Linked DNA regions of Mus musculus: region 1 is linked to region 2. Evidence: chromatin contacts called from public ChIA-PET data. All regions are on one chromosome and are shown on one strand. The core of a region is the stretch at or near the end of the contact, and the rest is flanking DNA. Distances in the headings are between cores, read along the strand shown.

Evidence for each region. ChIA-PET counts read pairs in DNA pulled down with a chosen protein or histone mark.
Region 1: an RNA polymerase II ChIA-PET map of memory CD8 T cells shows a contact between it and region 2, with 257 read pairs. The contact joins the enhancer-like site here to the promoter of Flvcr2 in region 2. A contact is called at or near these places in 23 of 39 promoter capture datasets (the 3T3-L1 cell line, 3T3-L1-derived adipocytes, the HPC-7 cell line and 14 more), 4 of 484 Hi-C or Micro-C datasets (the G1E-ER4 cell line, the HPC-7 cell line, embryonic stem cells and 1 more), 8 of 115 datasets of contacts at active chromatin or transcription factors (CD8 T cells, the HPC-7 cell line, bone marrow-derived macrophages and 4 more) and 4 of 9 other capture datasets (adipose tissue, liver, macrophages and 1 more).

Annotation. Positions count from the first base shown.
Region 1 is chr12:85,703,821-85,708,813 of GRCm38.p6, forward strand. Batf (basic leucine zipper transcription factor, ATF-like) reads left to right here. Exons shown (of 3, transcript NM_016767.2): 3 at 4,723-4,993. The coding sequence ends at 4,932. Among named protein-coding and RNA genes, the nearest start is that of Batf, 20 kb to the left of the region's middle. Within about 2 kb of position 1,866, at least 326 of the 459 cell types and tissues checked have an H3K27ac peak or open chromatin away from gene starts, as enhancers often do. A contact at or near this core is called in CD8 T cells, the G1E-ER4 cell line, the HPC-7 cell line and 13 more, where this site is marked.
Region 2 is chr12:85,744,260-85,749,475 of GRCm38.p6, forward strand. It overlaps Flvcr2 (feline leukemia virus subgroup C cellular receptor 2), which reads left to right and starts at 2,280. Exons shown (of 10, transcript NM_145447.2): 1 at 2,280-3,330. The coding sequence starts at 2,593.

The DNA of each region.
Region 1 (4,993 bases), core at 616-3,115, 41 kb before region 2:
GAGGGAGGGAGGGAAACTGGGAGGTTGGCCAGTGAACTGAGCCTGAGACAATCTAAGCTCACAGGCTCCCAAGGCAGGAGGCAAAGGACGGGTGTTTGTGCTGCAGCCTACAAGCTGTGTGGTCTCCTGACAGGTTGCTTAACTTTTCTGTGCCTCAGTTTCTCCTCTTTTGTAAAAGGGTGTGTTATGCAGTGGTGTTACCAAGATTAAATATGATGATAGCTATAAAATATACAAAAGGGTGGGTGTCATGAGGCATATTCCTTTAACCCCAGCACTCAGGAAGCAGAGGCAGGCTGATTTCTGTGAGCTTATGACCAGCCAGGTCTTCACAGTCAGTTCCAGTCCAGCTAGGCTCCAATAAGACTCTCAAAAAAATAAAATATGTGTGTACCATATATGCACATCTATTTAAATTGTGGTGCCAGACACACCCATAGGCACATGCACAAAAATATCAAAAGGCTTGGGGAGGAGATTACAGGCGCTAGTCTACTAATACATCTAGGTAGCCAATTTGGAATCTGAAATATTGGAAAATTCAAGGGGAAACTGGAGACACCCCCATTCCTGTAGCTGTCGACATTAGCTGCCCAACGGGCACCCCGTGTAGCCTATAACCACCAAATGGCAAGGTTAACCCAGATCTAGTTAGTTAGAACCTGTCACCAACAATACTAGTCCTCCCTGGAGGACCCAATGTCAGGAATAGCAGGCTCCAGCTGAGGATCTTTTTGGACTAGTCATCTTGCCTTCAGGCGAAGCAGCTGGCATCCAATAGGAAAAGAGAGTCCTCCTGGGGCCACGCAGCCAAGACCACCAATGATCACCATGGTCATGGAGCCAGGGCTGGCTCATGTTGAAAGATGACGCTTCAATGGAGTGCTCTTCCAGGGTGGCAGATGGAAGTGGGCGATTCTGTGGCTTCAGGGGCGTGGCCAACTCAGCCCGTGGTATTATGTGATGTTGTGCTGCTATCCCTTGGGAGGGCACTGGGGGCACAGGGGGCTGAGGACTTCTCGTTGCTCCTATAGTCAGACCCTCAATACAGGAGAGGCAGAAAGGAGGAATCCAGTGGGAGCCCAGATCTTCCTGGCTATGGGTCTTTGGATCCAGCATTTGAAGTTTTTGTGCTTCTGAGGAGACACACATGAGGACCACAGCACCTCTCATAACTGCTGCCACCAGCCTGTTTTTAGGGACCCAGGCAGTATGGTTTTGCTCCAGGTCTCAATTGGTTTCCTTGGTAGGATGGCTATACTGACTGCAGCAGCCGTTGTGAGAACCCTGATGGGCCTAACCACATTCTGAAAGGTGAAGAGAGCAGGCTAAGGTGGAGCAGGGAGGGAGGCAGGCTCGCTTGATCTCCACACTGCCTAGTAGAAGGACATTTCCTTCACACACACACCCTCACCCCTCTCCCTCACTGAGTTCCGTCCCTTCTCACACCCGGAAGTTGGGTAGGGGTATAGTCATTGTCTTTGTGGATAAACAGCTGACCCCAACTGTCCCTTTAGCTAGATGAGTCCTCTCCAGAGGCCCTGCTGCCCTCTACAGCTTAGAGGGATGGGGCCCAAAGCAGCCACTTCCTCCTACAAGTCATTCTTTCTCTAGGGAGTGGCCAGTGTCTGCAAGGCTCCGAGCTTACAGACATTCCTCTTGCAAGCAGCCGTCTGGCTTTAAGAGGTAAAGACACACTTTGCCTCATGGTGAGAGGCAGCAGGCAGTGGTTAGTCAGGTCTACCCCAGCGTGGGCTTTGGCATCTGTAGGCCCAGGAGGTGACAGGAGAAGGCCAGCGGGAGCTCCGCAGAGCGCCTGCTAGTGACTTGCCCTGCAGTCACTTCCCGAAAACTAGGCCGGCCTCTAGGCGGGGAGACGATCGGAGCCCGCCCACCCAGTCCGTCCCTCCTTGCTGCCTTGGGGTTTGCCCAGGCTCTTCGGAGCACGGAACTTACAGTAAATGGTGTAACCAGTGGAAACTCTCAGAGGGGGCGAGGAAAGGGCCAGGACTCAGGGCCCCAGTTCCCGTCTTAGCATACCGCTCCACCAGGTTCATTTCGCCCACCTTTCAGTAACGGGGCGCTGCCTTCCTGGTAAAAGGCTGACCTCCCTCTGGGATGTGCCAGAAAACAAAAACCAGCGAAATGCCCAGCTGGCCTCAGCCTGCAGGAACAGCAGCAGCCAGGGATTGAGCATCCAGTTGTCGGCTTCCCTCAGCCCGCTTGAGATGGGGGTTTCCTTTGCACCAGACTAGGGGCCCTGGTTAGCTCAGAGAGCATTCAAAGTGTCGCTGAGGCTCAGCGCCTTCCCATATGACCTTCAAAAGAAATGGAAGCTGTCTTGATGAGCAATGTCAGGGTCCTCTGCTCCTCCACAACTTAAAAGAGAAACCCCGACTGTACTGAGTTTCCGTGATTGGCAGTATAGCTGATAAATCCCATCTCTCCTTAGCCTGCAGCTCACTCCTGCTGGATCATTTAGGGTTAATTTTAAATGTCAAGTTATCGTACATCTGCTAACCACTATACTTTTGAGTCAACATTCTCATGCCAACAATTGATGTTATCAGCCAGTCAGTCCACAAACACTTAAGTTCACTTGGAGCTTAAACGGGCATTTAATACATGCTTAAATAATTAAAGCAGGCTTTAATTATTTGTATCATATTTAATAGGGTTTTTAAACTTGCCCGGGCGTTAAAACGACCTAAGACACCTGTTAAAAGCTCAGATTTCCAGAACTGAGGTGTTGGCTCCGTTGGTAAAGTGCTAACGGAGGACCTGAATTGTGTTCTCAAGCACCCATATAAAAAGTGGGGCGGGGGGAGCACGTGGCTGGAATGTGGGCGATGGCGAGATTGGAGGCAGATCCCTGAAAGCCCGAGGGCCACTGGCAGTTCCAGGTAATGAGACATCCTCTCTCAAACAAAATGTGGACGGTGCCCGTGGGAGTTCTTCTGACCTCCATGTGCGTGTCACACATGCGTGCACCTGCACCCATACATGTGTGCACACACATGGAAAAGAAAAGCCCAGATTCCAGAGTCCAAATTTCTTCCCAAATCCCAGATCTGCAGAAGAGCTGCCTGCAAGCTTCTGGCCTGAAATGAGGTTCCTTTGCCTCTCAGGGGACTTGGGGGAGGCCCCCAGGACTTGGCAAGGTTCTGTTTATTCAGGTCCGGGAACCCCATTATCTGGAGAAGTTGTTGTTTCTCAGCAACTTCTATGCCCCAGTGCTGTGGTGGCTGGTAAATGACGCAGTCCCCACAACACTGGAAGACATTTCTGGACCAAGCGCTTGTTGCCTCTGCACAGAGTACAGGGCTCCTCCTTGTTTGAAGTTTCACCCTCTATGGTTTTAGTTAGCCAATGTCAACTGTGGTCTGAGGATACTGAATGGAAAGTTCCAGAGATAAACAATTCATACGTTTTAAAATAACTCCAGCTATAGTATACTGTCATAAATGTTCCATTCTGTGTTTATTTATTGATAATCGCTTCCTATGTTTAATAAACTTCATCAGAGATTTACAGGTGTAGGGAAGCTCATAGTGTCTTCTGGGTATTGTCCAAGGCTTATGGATGGTTTGGAACAGGATCGCAAAACCCAGGAGGGAGCAGAATAGAATGCCAAGTCCATCGTAGATCCTCAATATTCAGAAAGGCTATAAGCACCCTAGCACCTGAGCAAAGCAGGCAGAGCGCGTGAGGCAACCACAGACACAAGGCACTTGGCGTGTGTTGGGGAGTAAGAGGCACAAACTGCTTTCCTCTACCTGGGGCTGGCCCGACTGCCAACCTAGAGGTGCATACGTGCGTGCGTGTGTGTGTGTGTGCGCACACACACACACACACCACGGCAAGGTTTTCTGAGGTTTGTCCCTACCAAACTTGTATGTGTATTTCATCCCTAGTGAAACAACAGAGTTGAGGGGTGGTGGTGGCCACAAGGGGGGATTGTGTCACTAAAAAGTACTAATGTCTTTCTCAGTTTCTCTTCTATTGTTTTTCTTCCTTCTCTCTTCCCTCCTTTCCTTCCTTTTCAGTGTTGCAGATTGAACCTAGGGCTCCATTGCTTCTTCACACTAGGCATATCTCCCAGCCCTTGAGAATACTCATCCATTTAGAGACAGGGTGACAAGGGACTGTCTCTCTGTATTTCCTTTCTAGCCTGGGCTGGCTTCAAACCCCCAATCCTCCTGCCTCCCCGTGCTTCATGACAGGACTGTGCCACCACTCCCAGCTTGTCTCTCACTAGTGAGGGGATGGGACTGGTTATTGTAAGTGGATTGTTAAAGAGACCCCCTCTCTCTTATACACAAGCTCCTTTTCTAAGCTCCCCACTTGCCCATCCATTTTCCCATCATGCACCCCTCAGCCACCATGTCCTTAAACCTTCAGAACTCTGATCTAAATAAACTACCCAGCCTCCTGGAGTTTTCTTATAGTGACAGGGAAGAGACATCTTAGGTGAAATTGCTATTCCTATTAGTCAAAATAGACAGCAATCAGCAGTTGCCCACGGGTCAACCTTATACTTACGCACACCCACATACAAATCTATGTGTATGTGTATGTGTGCACAGGAATTCTCAGTTGCCCTCTTCATGGCTGTGCTAATAGAAAACTTTAGCTCCCTGTGTACCACCTTTCTGCCATCATGTACCACCAACCTTCCCCCGACCCCCGACGCGAGTCATCATGCCGATTGTCTCTTTACAGGAGAGTGAGGACCTGGAGAAACAGAACGCAGCTCTCCGCAAAGAGATCAAACAGCTCACCGAGGAGCTCAAGTACTTCACATCAGTGCTGAGCAGCCACGAGCCCCTGTGCTCCGTGCTGGCCAGTGGCACCCCCTCGCCCCCCGAGGTGGTATACAGTGCCCATGCCTTCCACCAGCCTCACATCAGCTCGCCACGCTTCCAGCCCTGACCTTCTGGACAAGAAGGGCGATGCTACTCCCGTGATCCCTTGGAGGGGCATGTAAACTGAG
Region 2 (5,216 bases), core at 1,030-3,529:
GGTGGCTCACAACCATCCGTTACGAGATCTGACACCCTCTTCTGGAGTGTCTGAAGACAGCTACAGTGTACTCACACATAATAAATAAATAAATCTTAAAAAAAAAAAAAAGCGGCTTTCTTCCTGAGCAAGTCTTGGTGCTACACTGGAATCCCAAACATCGCTAATATAGACTTTCTATAGCTTAAGCCTGTGTCTGAGCCACCTTGTCCAATGAATGCCCCACACCACCATCCACTCAGATAGATTCTATTTTTTTTAAAGATTATTATTGTTGTTGTTATTTACATTTACATCCGTGCATGTGCTCACAGGTCAGCATGTTGTTGTTATTTACATTTACATCCGTGCATGTGCTCACAGGTCAGCAGGTGCCTGAGGCTGGAAGATTCCCTCATGCTACAGATGGTTGTGAGCCACTCAGTGTGAGTGCGGGAACTGAACTCAACTCCTCTGAGAAAGCAGCAAGCCCCCTTAAACCCTGAACCATCTCTCTTCGCCATCACCTATTCTTGATTCTAATGTGCAGACTCAAGTTGTAAACACCACTGCAGAGCTTTAAAAGGGGGGGGGGGTCGGGGAGGACAAGGAAGCAGTGTCCCTCAAGATTCAACGTGTGAACACACATGAATCACCTGGAGATTCTGTTCAAATGTTCTAATTCAGGAGTTCTGGGCTGAACCTGGGGATCTGGGAATCTTCCCTTGAAACAAGCTTGGCAGGGGGGCGGGCATGGTGATATACACCTGTAAACTCACCATTTAGGATTGAGAGGGTGTGGAATTCAAGGTTACCCTGAGCAACCCTGTCTCAAAAAGACCAAGCCAAAACAGACAAAAAAGGCAAAACAAAAACACCACCAGGTTTCCAGGAGCCACCCAGGCTGCAGCTCAGACTGCTCTTATGTAACTGTGTGGTAGCTTGAATGATGGGAAGTATGACTTTTCAGGCCAGCTGGGACCTTAGTTAACTGAGTTCTAAAAGGCTTGTTTTCTTGTCTATAGCACGAGGCAAGAAGGCCGAGAGCTTACAGCTCGATGTTTTCAAAGCCTTGAGTGCCTGCACATACACCATACACATGCACACATACAGACACACACACCCAGGGCAAGCAATAGTAACTACATTATAGAATGCCCGGCATGCTCACCCATGAAGCACATTTACCCCGTGGCAACAAATGCTAGCCTTTTGGCAGGATAGGAAACATTTGTTGAACGAATTATCAGCCAGGGATTTTTCTTTTTTTTTTTTTTTTTTTTTTCGAGACAGGGTTTCTCTGTATAGCCCTGGCTGTCCTGGAACTCACTCTGTAGACCAGGCTGGCCTCGAACTCAGAAATCCACCTGCCTCTGCCTCCCGAGTGCTGGGATTAAAGGTGTGTGCCACCACGCCTGGCTGGATTTTTCTAAGGGCCATTATTTCACCATCTACATTTTGCAAAAGAAACGGGAGCTCAGAAGTGGTGTTCAGTGACCTATTGTTACACGCCTAAGTCGCTAAACCGGAATCCAACCTAAATTTTGGGTTCTTTATCACTGTGAACCCATGGAGTTGTAGGGACCAGCGCAAGCCAGCATTCCTTCTCTGAAAGCCTTGCTTCCAGGCTAAGAGGTGACGCTCAGGGGATCGGTAGGTGGCAGCGGAGGGCTACGAGGCTGTATGAGTCACTTCGTTGCCTCACTCCCAGAGCCTGCGCAGAGACTTGGTTCCACAACTTTCCCTCCAGGCTATGCTTGGCTCGCGGGGTTCCCTAGTGGGAGACCTCAGGGACCCGTCAGACACTAAACAAGTTCATATACGAGTTCACCAAAATAAGTCTTTGTCGGCTGGGAGGTCTCTGAGAAAAGCAAGCATTCCTTTCACCAGGCACACTGAACTGTCACCTGGAGAGCCCAGCAAAAGAGAGGAAGGTAGGGATCTCTCTCGGATCCCCCTGAGCAGTTTAGGGACTCCGAGCCTCGGTGCACGCCCGCTGGCCCCGAGAAGACTCTGACCTCGGAAGGGCGTGAGGCGAAGTCCTCATTTACCAACGAAGACCTCTGGGAGTGGGGGGGACAAGTGAATTTAGGGAAAGTGTAGGGGTGGGGGCTAACCGGGCGGTTTCCATGACACCGGGGACGTCGGAGAGGAATGTACACCCCAACCTATGGCGAAACAAGAGCGGCGCCTTGCGAGCCCCGCTCAAGGAGGCAGGGGATCCTGGGTGGGAGGGGTTGAGGGGCGTGGGGAGCCGGGCAGGCCGGGGGGCGGGGCGGTCACGTGCGCCCGAGGGGGCGAGGCCCCAGCCTGCCCGGGAGCAAACCGAGCTCGCCCTGCCACAGTTCGCTGTTCAGGAGTCAAACTTTTTCCAGGACGGTCAACGCTTCATCTGGACAGCCTGGAACGCGTGGCAAGGCGTCTGCGGCCAACTTGGGGGACAACAGTTTGCTAGGGAGTGATCGTAGGAACCTGAGATCTCGATTTCTCCGCTAACAGAGGTGCGCTCCCGGAGAAGTGTTGCCTCAGCTCTAGGGGGACAGGCAAAAGGCTGCTGACCCATAAGACTGTAGGAGTCAGTACGTGCCTGGGATTCAGGAGCTCGTTGTGGTCATGGTGAATGAAAGTCTCAACCAGGAGGAGAGCAATGACAGACCTGCGCCAGAGTCGGAATTCCAGATGGACACCAGCTACTCCACCCAGCCCAGCGGCTCCATCCATCCCAGCGTCTCAGGCCACCCCAGCGTCTCAGGCCACCCCAGCGTCTCAGGCCACCCCAGTGTCTCCATCCATCCTAGTGTCTCCATCGACCCCAGCGTCTCTGTCCGTCCCAGCAGTTCAGCACTCCCCAGTACCTTGGCTCAACCCAGCGGTTTGACCCATCATAGTAGCTTGGTTAGAGAAGACAGCGTGATCAAGGTGAGCAAGCGTCGTTGGGTCGTGGTCCTGGTGTTCAGTTGCTACTCCTTGTGCAATGCCTTCCAGTGGATTCAGTACGGCTCCATCAATAACATCTTCATGAACTTCTACGGTGTCAGTGCCTTTGCCATTGATTGGCTGTCCATGTGCTACATGCTGACCTACATCCCTCTGCTCCTGCCCGTGGCCTGGATGCTGGAGAAATTTGGTCTTCGAACCATCGCTATCACCGGCTCAGCTCTCAATTGCCTGGGAGCCTGGGTAAAGCTGGGCAGCCTAGAGCCTCACCTCTTCCCGGTCACAATGGTGGGTCAGGTCATCTGCTCTGTGGCACAGGTCTTCATTCTGGGCATGCCCTCACGCATTGCTTCGGTCTGGTTTGGAGCTGATGAGGTTTCAACAGCCTGCTCCGTGGCTGTGTTTGGCAATCAGGTGAGTAGAGGGCGGGTGTGTGTGTGGACGGCTGTTCCAAAGAGAGAGAGCATCTCACCATGATGGGGCTGAGTATGTTAGAGGGTACCTGACGATGAGAGAAGCTGTAGTTTTCTGGTTCACAGACTTTATGACTCTTGGGTGGCTTTGTGGTTGGGTGTGGACTGACAGTGTAGTTGGGTGATTGTGACTGTCAGTGACATTGAAGATTAATGGGGCGGGGGTCACAAACAAAGGACTTTTTCTTTCATCCACAGTTTTTCCTAGCCTGTAGGAAGCATACTAATTAAAATATGATCGTTTTTTGATGGTGTTTCTCCCCAGCCTTTATCAGTACACCAGTTCCACCAATTTTAGGAATGCTGGTCTTTTCTCTGGTAGCAATCTTTGACTGCCAGGTGGCTGTTTAGGTGTCCTTGGTGGTTTTAGCTGGACCAGCCAGATTTGCTAGAACTCAAGATCCTCTGTGCACGAAACTGTGGGCTGGGCTGTTCTTACCTTTTACGCAGAGCTGAAACCAGGACACCTGGAACCAGGCTTTGCCCTAAACTCTCTGGGATTTAGAGCCAAGTCGAGTAGGAGAGAGTAGAAATCTCACTGCGAACTTCCAAGAAAGCTTCTGGTCTAAGCATCTTCTGTCTTTCTCCTTTTGCCTTTTCTCTTCCTGGGGCAAGCAATTCCACGTTCTTATGATCTTAGAATGGTTCTCACTTAGAAGCTTGGGTGTGTTATGCATCTGATTGCTTTCTCTGTGTATTTGAGGCAAAGCAAATGTTTATGGGCCCTTCTTTAATTGGAGCCTAGGTCCCCAGATTCATTTCTTCCAAGTTGCATGCTGTCCAAGCTGCTGCTGACAGATCACTGGTCACCCTTAGCTCTGGTGAGCCGATTTTGTCTTACCAGTTCATTTAATTTAGAAAATGTGTGTAACCTCTGACTTAGGCAGAAACGTCCTAAAACTTCTCTAAAGGCAGATTTCTTTTTCTCTTCATAAGTTTAAAAAAAAAAAAAAAGCTGGGTGGTGGTGACGCACGCCTTTAATCCTAGTACTTGGGAGGCAGAGGCAGGTGGATTTCTGAGTTCAAGGCCAGCCTTGTCTACAGAGTTCCAGGACAGCCAGGGTTACACAGAGAAACCCTGTCTCGAAAATACAAAAAAAAAAAAAAAAAGTTTCCCTGGTGCTCAGTGTGCTGGTGCAGGCCTCTGTTGGAGGATGTGATGAGTTCCAGGCCTGCCAGAGCCATCAAACTATTCACCTGATTTCTTCTTGTGAGTTTTGTTATTTGGAAAACCGAATTGACTTAAGCCTGGAGATGAGCCAGACAGTGGTGGCACGTGCCTTTAATCCCAGCACTTGAGAGGCAGAGGCAGGTGGATCTTTGTGAGTTCGAGGCCAACCTGGTCAACATAGTGAGTTTCAGGACAGCCAAAGCTACAAAGAGAAATCGTGTCTTGGAAAAAACAACCAAAGCAAAAGTCTGTAGCTGAAAGTAGATGGGCCTTTGGTTAAGGACACATTGCAAAGAGACATTGAGGGCTGGAGAGATAGCTCTGCAGTTAAGAACACTTACTATGCTTGCAGCAGACCTGAGTTAGATTTCCCACACCTCTATTGGATGGCTCACAACTACTCATAACTCCAGTACAAGGGGATATGATGCTTCTGCTTCCCCCCCAGGGCATCAGTGCTTAGATGTACAGACTCACAAGTTATAGCAATAAACATTTACAAATAGGCTTTAGAAAAACATAGATATTGAACTGGGTATAGTGGTGCATGCCTAGAATCCTAGCACTTGAGAGGGAGACACAGGAGGGTCAGAAGTTCAAAGTCATCCTAGGCTACATAGTGAGCTCAAGACCACTGTCACTCTGTCTCAAATATA